Regions from separate parts of the Triticum aestivum genome. Here region 1 is linked to region 2. The links are chromatin contacts, called in public Hi-C maps. All regions are on one chromosome and are shown on one strand. Each heading gives the region's core, a stretch centred on a gene start, on an enhancer-like site or on the middle of the called end of the contact. The rest is flanking DNA. Distances are from core to core; before and after follow the strand shown.

What was found. A called contact is a pair of places that touch in the nucleus more often than the background predicts.
Region 1: a contact with region 2 is called in a Hi-C map of leaf, with 6 times the contacts expected there. The contact joins the promoter of LOC123164182 here to the promoter of LOC123165639 in region 2. A contact is called at or near these places in 2 of 5 Hi-C or Micro-C datasets (both in leaf).

What each region holds. Positions count from the first base shown.
Region 1 is chr7D:389,947,972-389,952,244 of IWGSC CS RefSeq v2.1, reverse strand. It overlaps LOC123164182 (BTB/POZ domain-containing protein At1g30440), which reads right to left and starts at 2,952. Exons shown (of 4, transcript XM_044581593.1): 1 at 2,225-2,952; 2 at 345-414; 3 at 1-101. The coding sequence starts at 2,283.
Region 2 is chr7D:389,238,497-389,242,676 of IWGSC CS RefSeq v2.1, reverse strand. LOC123165639 (ribosomal RNA small subunit methyltransferase B) reads right to left here and starts at 1,370. Exons shown (of 9, transcript XR_006483083.1): 1 at 1,019-1,370; 2 at 765-912; 3 at 228-318.

The sequences.
Region 1 (4,273 bases), core at 1,703-4,202, 710 kb before region 2:
CCAGGAATATCAGATAGATCAATGGCACAGCTATCTTCTCCCTTCTCAATTTTCTCTCTGATGAGACGTTCCAGAAGGCCACTCTTCGATAATAGAGGAAACTGTAAAACAGATATCAATTGTTACAAGGTAATTTACTTCATCCTCCACAGACATGTACATCTATTTTTTGTCTCTAAATAAAGTTGTACTAAATCAAAGACACTTATTTTGGGATGGACGGAGTGGTATGCACATATTGGTACTAGAAGTTTCCCAGAATCAAAGTAAAAATCGCACAATGCTAACAAAATTGTGTGAAAACACATGAAAGCCTTAGTGAACTATATTAGTGAAATTTTTACCTTGTGGAGATGAAAAGATTGTTCCCCAACCACCACAGTTATATCACTGGGAAGGCCAGTAGTGCAATACCTACATAACAGACATATTTCTATTAGTAATTTTCTGTTCAAACAATTTAGTTTATATAAAATAGTGTGCTTACAAAGCTATAACTGTAGAGCATGCGGAAGTACATGAATATAAGTGGGAAAATTATTCCAGCCAAACCACATGAGATAATATTAGTTTGTTGTATGAACATGAGCTGCATTTAGTTCGGCCATCTATTCTAAAGTGAACATGAGCTCAATGTAGCAATTGAGCCTCGCTTGGGTGGGGGTAGATGTACAAACTCACTACCCTCCATGTCTATCCCTATTTTTTTTCTACTATTTCAACATGTATTTGTTCCTACATGTTCCAGCATTTTTGCTTCTTGGAAAAACATGGTATACTTTGGTGCTCTTTGAGCTCATCAACGGAGTGAACTAAACTTAATGCACTACATAATCCAGCTGAATATCAACATCTTACATCAGCCCCAGCTTGTCTCATTAAGATGGAAAATTTTAGGGATAAAAAGGCCATGTGTTATCATGAATATTGTTCCAAATATTGGCTAGTTAAACCGGCATCTCGGTCAGTTAATCGCTACTCGGTGGGTCACCGAGTAGCCGATTAACTGATTTATCGGCCAATTAACTGGAAAATTTGCCTATTTGTCCCTACTCAGCACCCAACTGATATGGTACTAGTTACCGATATCTTGAACATTGATCACAACCAGCTCCAGGCACATTAACGTGCTTGACTTCCTAACTTCTAGACTGTATGCACACAGAAATGCACTAAAATATCCATGGTCAGACTTGAAAATAATAATCTACGTCACAATTGTTTCTCTCTCTTCTAAATACAGTTTAGATGTCTTTAGAAGTGTTGATCAAGTGATGTGCCTAATAAAGATGGTTCTAAAAAAAGATTGCACTTAAATAGGATACAAGAGACCACATAAGAGAGATTAGCTATAAGCCTTCTAACCGTAACCAAAAAAATACTCAAGTTTCAGATTTGTAGCAGTTTATTACATATTCCAGGACCGGTATCTGACGGAGTAATGCTCGGCGTGATTGTGATGAGAGAACAGAATTTGGAGGAATCAATATGGCACATTTAGTGCCCAACATGTGCAGCTCCAGCAAGTACTGAACATAAGAACGACCGGGCCCAAAAGTCAGGTGAGACAACATTTCTCATGGAAGGGTGGGAATAAATGCTAATCCCTTTACCCATCACTGCCTTGATCTGAATAACTCCCAAAAATGGTACTATAAAAGGTAGGTTCCATTTTTCCAGGAACAGATGAAGTACTCCAAACGGTATGAGCATCGAATGCATCGAAATGACAGTCCTAGCATAATGATATTGATTAACAGGCTGTCTTTAGATAAATAACTGGTAGGGAGTCCTCCCAGAAAGTTGCGTCAGCTTAAAAACAAAAATCGGTTGTAGTTTTCCTAGCTGGCCTGGGCTCGATGTTTTGATCAGAGCCTTCCATCCAGAAGGAGTTGGTTAGCATATTATAATCAGTACCCCAGATGAGGCCAACAGGAAGAGGTTGGGCCATGGATGATTTATGGGAGCTTCTAGTACACACATATGGCACCTATTCAATTATTTTTCCAATTCCTGAAAGAAGTAATGGCACAGGGACAAACACTCCAATGGCTAAAAAATGTCAATTATGGCAGCAAATAGAGCAAGTAATGAAAACATTGCACGGATTAAAAGGTGAAGCAACTTTAATAAGATGTTAAAATTGTCATTTGCAACCATGAGGCTAGACATGGCAGAGGATCATGTTGGGGGAAATGAAGAAAGAGAGAGAAGCTGTTCATACCAGTCTTGACCCTGCTTCCTGAACACATCAGCCCTTGATCCCAGCTTGAGGCAGGCCATGTTAGGAGTCCCAGGTTCCAGTGGACGCCGCACTACATGAACGAGGCGGCCGGTTGCTTGGGATCAAAGGCAGAGAGAGATTCCGGCCCCCCGCACACACCAGAACCAAATCCTCGAGAAACCAAGGGAAAAGAAAAGAGAAAAGGAAAGCACTTTCCCCACACAGGCAGACGCACGCAAAACCTCAATCTTAGCCCAAAATCCCCCGAGACGTCGCTGCGACGTGGAAGGCGAAGAGCGTCCAGATTACGCGGAGAGCCGACACGAGATTGCACATCCACTGGTGAGGAGAAGAGGAGAGATTCCGGCGACCTCTGGAGACGCGGAAAAGAAGGGCCGGCGGACCTTTGGATAACTGTGGTACCTAACTAAACCCACCCGCCGAATTACTCCTGGATTCTTCCGCCCAAGATCCCGACTCAACGAAGGAATGGACCGTCCCGGACCCGGAAGAAGAAGATGAGGAAGAGAGGTCGATGACCAGTGGTGCCGCCGGAGGAGGAGGGGAAGGAGGAGGAAGGTTTGTTGGTTTGTTTGTTTATGGGGACTGGAAGGGTGGGGGAGTAGGAATGTTGTGGCAGGCAGGGAAGGGGATCCAAGAACATTCTCTTCTTTGGCTCGGTGTACTAGTACTAGTAGTCCTGCTGTGGTGTGGATTTGGGTGGGCTTCACAGCTTCCTATGGAGAAAAGGACACCAAACGGAAAGGAGACGGGGAGGAGGAGGAGGAGGAAGGCAGCCAGGCTGTGGGCCCAGAGCCGGCAGGCCCAGAATCCACTTTGGCTGCATTGTAGTATTTGTATTATTTTTTACGAAACCTTCCAATCTATTCATCTTCGATACAAGGAACAGTAAACTTACATCCAGATCCGTAGACGTCCTAGCGGCGATTACAAGCACTGAAGCAAGCCGAAGGTCATCATCACCTCATTCGTCGGAGCCAAGCAAAACTTGTTGTAATGACAGTCCGAAAGTCATCGTGCTAAGACCACATAGGACTAGCGCACCAGAACAACAACCGCCATCGATGAAGAGACATGTAGATCGGAAAGATCCGGCCTGAAGACACATGAACATAGATGAACAAAGACCGGATCTGAGCAGATCCACCAAAGACCACCACCAACTGAATCATGTGAGACACGCCTTCACACGGCCTCCGGCGATGCTAGAGGCACCGTCGGAATAGGAGGCTAGGCAGGGAAAACTTTATTCCATCATTAAGGAACCGTCGCCGTCTCACATTTCTGAGCAGGACACAAATCCTAACAAAATTCAAAAAAACATCTAACATCCGAGCCCTCCCGACGGCAATGGTCGGGATCCACTGCACGCCCATGACCTTAGGCCACATGAGACGAGTTAGATCGGTGGCACCGCTGATAGAAGGGAGGAACCCTAATCTCTTGTTTGCTTGGGAGGAGAGAAGGAAGTCAACTATTTTTTCATTTTTGTTGATTGGTAGGCTCTTGATTTTGATTCTCCCTGCCCCTCTCCTCCAAACTAATTGACAACTTGGGTGATGACCACGGCATGCTTTGGGTTTGTTTTATTGTTTGTAGTCGTGGCTAAATAGTCTAGGGATCTGGTTGTATTTTTCTTCGTTGTACTGCTATGAATAGATAGGAACTTTATTTTTTTAAAGATAAGAGAAGATCTTTGGACAGAGAAAGTGAGGGGACGGTAAATGGTAATCGGCGTGTTTCTTGTTATACTATAATATCAACCACCGTTGGCTACTGTGCTTTTGGCCTTTTCTTGAGGGTCTTCTATCCTCCCCGTGGTCCACAACCACAGCAGCAAAATGACCACTCGTAAGTCCTAAACCCACACCCGCAAGAATCCATATGTTTCAATGTCCGTCGACAAGTTCTTGCATGTTCGAGACCGAAAGGTCTGTCGTCCCTAGTGGAGGAGATGATGGAGATCACCAACGTGCAAGTCGGGACAGCCGAGAGATTTGGGGGAGATTGGCGCTTCCATCCAGAAAC
Region 2 (4,180 bases), core at 121-2,620:
CTGTCATACTTGAAACTGTATTTTTGTATGATATATCTAAAGATCAACAATCAGGAAAGGCTTTCCATGTTTTTATGCCCTTGAGAAAACTAGGTCCTGACATATTGGTGATACATGTCGCCCACACAAATATTTGGCAGGGGTGCTCGTTTATGATTGTAGGGTAGACATTGGCTCTAAGAAAACATTGGTCTAGTGTGTACTTGAAGTATATTAAAAACAGTTACCTGGTGCAGCACAGAGGTCAAGAACATGGTCTCCTGATTGAACATCGAGTGCTAAGATGGCAGCTCCAGAAGCTGCATCAATCCCATAGATCTGAAATGTTTTTAAAGATGTTTAGATGAAGCAAAATGTCACGCACAGAAGAGTGCATGATAAGAACATGACAACACGGTAGATTTTTTACTGGGAAATTTCAGCTTCTCCTACAATTAACAACAAGTGTGTCACTTTGGCTTTATGAGAGAATCCGTTACAAATCAGGTGGCAACCACAAAAGTGCCATGAGATTTAACAGCTTCAGCTTAATTTGTAGCATGATGGCATCACCAAACTGTTAGCGGTTCGAGCATTTGGTCTCTTATACTAATAAACAATAAAACATAATGTTATTCGATTGCTATCGAGGATAAATTGCCTCAGAGAACACTTGACAAAAATCTAATAACAAGCACATTAACATCATATAGCCGCATACAATTAGACTAGGCTGAGCAACATGGGTCAGCTTCAAAACAATCGTGACAAAAGTTTCTCCTCACCTTCCCTTGCTGATAAGCCTTGGATCCAGCAATCTGAATTTCAGGCGGGATCGCATAGAAGTCCGGCAGCCACGACACCCTCATGAGATCACACTTGAGCTCGCTTTCGATCTCTGTCACCACACTGGACTCCATGCCTGGTTTTAACCTAGGGATTTGAGAAACAAGTCAGGCTACTCTCCTCTCCTTTGTACCCTTCATGTGACGAATTGCTAGTGGATGGCAATCTTGGCGAGTGTGAAGGCTTGCCTCACCTGATGTAGCGCGGGATGGTGTCCGCCTTGGAGTAGAGCGCGGGGTCCAGGCCATTCTCGCCGAGGAACTCGAGAAAGGCCGCCGGCAGCGGCAGCGACGCTGGCGGCCGCTCTTCTCTGCGGTCAGAGGGCGGAATTTCTGGAGAATCCATCGCTCTCCAGAGTAAAGACACTGGACTCCTACTTGGGTCCGAAGGGGTGCGAGGTCTCCGGCAATGGTGGCGTCGGCCTCCTGCCCAAAGCGCGCAGAGGCGGCGCCGCCGGGAGGACTGGACTCGGGGCGCAACGCACGGTGTGGAACTTGGTTGATCTGGGCCCTAAGTTTCAGATCTGACGCTCGCAAAAGCATACTGGACTCGACCAAACCAGAGAGTCGGTTCGCTTTAGTCATGTACAGTACTAGTAATTCTGTAATTTGTTTGTCGAATGTCGCAGTCTCTTGATCAATAAGGCGCGATATTTCTCGAATTATCTTGAGCAGCACACAACAGAGGCAACGCAAATAATTACTGCAAAGGTGAGAAGAAACATATGGCCAAAATTTCTGCATGAATACATCATATATGCCTGGCGGCAAGTACATTTCCATCAACTTCCCGGCACAAGTAACAACCTCACCACACCGAGGCCCTGTCTGGAGGCAAGAATTTCGCCGGAATTTTACAAGGAACAATTCAATTTCCTCATGAATCAAGAAGTCACGGTTAAAAGCAAAAACCACGGTTCTGCCAGCCTCAGAGCTTCATGCCAAGCTTGACGCGGAGATGAGGCTGAAAGAGCTTCTTCGTGAAGAAGAATTAAAGTGGGCGCTGTGGGCCAAGGTCCGACGAGTTGTCCAGGGGACGCGAACACTCAGTTCTTCCACATGATCGCTAATGGCAAACACAGAAAGAAGAGGATCTTTCAGCTTGAACAAGATGAACGAACGATTCTAGGTCAGGAGAACCTAAAATTATACATTACTGAGTATTATAAGCAGTTGTTTGGGCCTCTAGAGGATAACTGTGTTTCTCTAGATGAGTCTAGGATTGAGGATGTTCCTCAACTTACTGCTGTTGAGAATGATATTTTAGCTGCTCCTTTTTCTGAGAAAGAGGTGTTTAAGGCCATATCGCAGATGAAAAAAAATAAGGCTCCCGGCCCGAATGGATTCCCGGCTGAGTTTTATAAAAAGTGCTGGCATATTATTAAAGGGGATCTGTTGCCGTTGTTCCATGATTTATTCTCTGGACAGCTTCAGCTTTTTCAACTGAATTTTGAAACGATAACCCTGCTTTCTAAGAAAACAGAGGCTGTGAGAATTGAGCAATTCAGGCCCATATGTCTTCTTAATGTTAGTTTCAAAAAATTTACCAAGGTCGGGACTAATAGGCTCACACAGATTGCGCATGCTGTGGTGCAGCCTACCCAAACTACTTTCATGCCGGACAGGAACATCCTCGAAGGGGTTGTGGTCCTTCATGAAACGCTCCATGAGATTCACACGAAAAAACTAAATGAAGTTGTTTTCAAGGTGGATTTCGAGAAAGCGTGCGATAAAGTCAAATGGCCTTTCCTTCAACAGGCCTTACGCATGAAGAGTTTTGATGAAGCTTGGCGACTCCAGGTAGAATCTTTCACGCAAAAAGGGAGTGTTGGAATTAAAGTGAATGACGACATAGGTCATTATTTCCAGACACACAAGGGCCTGAGACAAGGTGATCCAATGTCTCCTATTATGTTCAACATTGTGGTTGACATGTTGGCAATTCTGATAGGCAGGGCAAAGGAGGGCGGTCAGGTGGGTGGCTTGGTGCCTCATCTAGTTGATGGTGGTGTGTCCATCCTGGAGTACGCTGATGATACAATCATCTTTATGGAGCACGACTTGGCAAAAGCGAGAAATATGAAGCTGGTGTTATGCTTATTTGAACAATTGACCGGATTGAAGATTAACTTTAATAAAAGCGAGTTGTTCTGTTTTGGTAGAGCCAATGAGGAATAAGAGGCATATAGGCAATTGTTCGGATGCGAATTGAGGACATTACCTTTCACGTACTTAGGTATACTCATTCACCATCGTAAGCTGACAAACAGAGAATGGAAGTGCATCGAGGATCGGTTTGAGAAGAAACTGAGTTGCTGGAAGGGCAAACTCATGTCATATGGAGGCCGATTGATTCTTATTAATTCGGTGCTCACGAGTATGCCTATGTTTCTCTTATCTTTCTTCGAAATCCCAGTTGATGTTAGGAAAAGGCTGGACTTCTATCGATCCCGATTCTTCTGGCAGAGTGATGAACTAAAGAGAAAATACCGACTCGCCAAATGGGATATCATCTGTCGACCAAAGGACCAGGGGGGCCTTGGTGTTGAGAATCTTGAAGTCAAGAATAGATGTCTTCTCAGTAAGTGGCTTTATAAGTTATCAGTTGAGACTGGGGCCACGTGGGCGCAGATTCTCTGTAGTAAGTATCTGCAGTCCAAGACTTTGTCCCAGGCGACAGTGAGACCGACTGACTCGCCATTTTGGAAGGGGCTTATGAGAGTCAAAGCTGCCTTCTTTAATAGAACAAAGTTTATAGGGTATGGCAACACCACTCGCTTCTGGGAGGATACTTGGCTTGGTGAAACGTCGTTGGCACTTCAGTATCCGTCCCTGTATCGTATTGTTCAACGACGTGATGCTCTTGTTGCAACGATTATGCAGTCCATTCCCCTTAATATTCAGTTTAGGAGGGCGCTTGTTGGCGACCGGTGGGAAGCATGGCTTCATTTGGTGAGTAGACTGATGGAGGTTCAGCTATCTCATCAGTCCGATCAGTTGTGTTGGATGCTTACTAGGTCTGGAGAGTTCACAGTTAAGTCGATGTATATCGATGTCATTAACTCTATTGCTATTCCTAGTTCCAAAGATGTTTGAAAAGTCAAAGTTCCTTTGAAAATTAAAGTGTTTATGTGGTTTGTACATAAACAAGTCATTTTAACAAAGGATAATTTGGTTAAGCGCAACTGGATAGGATCTACTAGGTGTAGTTTTTGTGATCGGGACGAAACTATCAAGCACCTCTTCTTTGACTGCCCGTTGGCGAGAGTTTTGTGGCACACGGTGCATATTGCCTTTAACATTACTCCTCCGAATTCGGTCAGTACGTTATTTGGAACGTGGCTTGTTGGGATAGA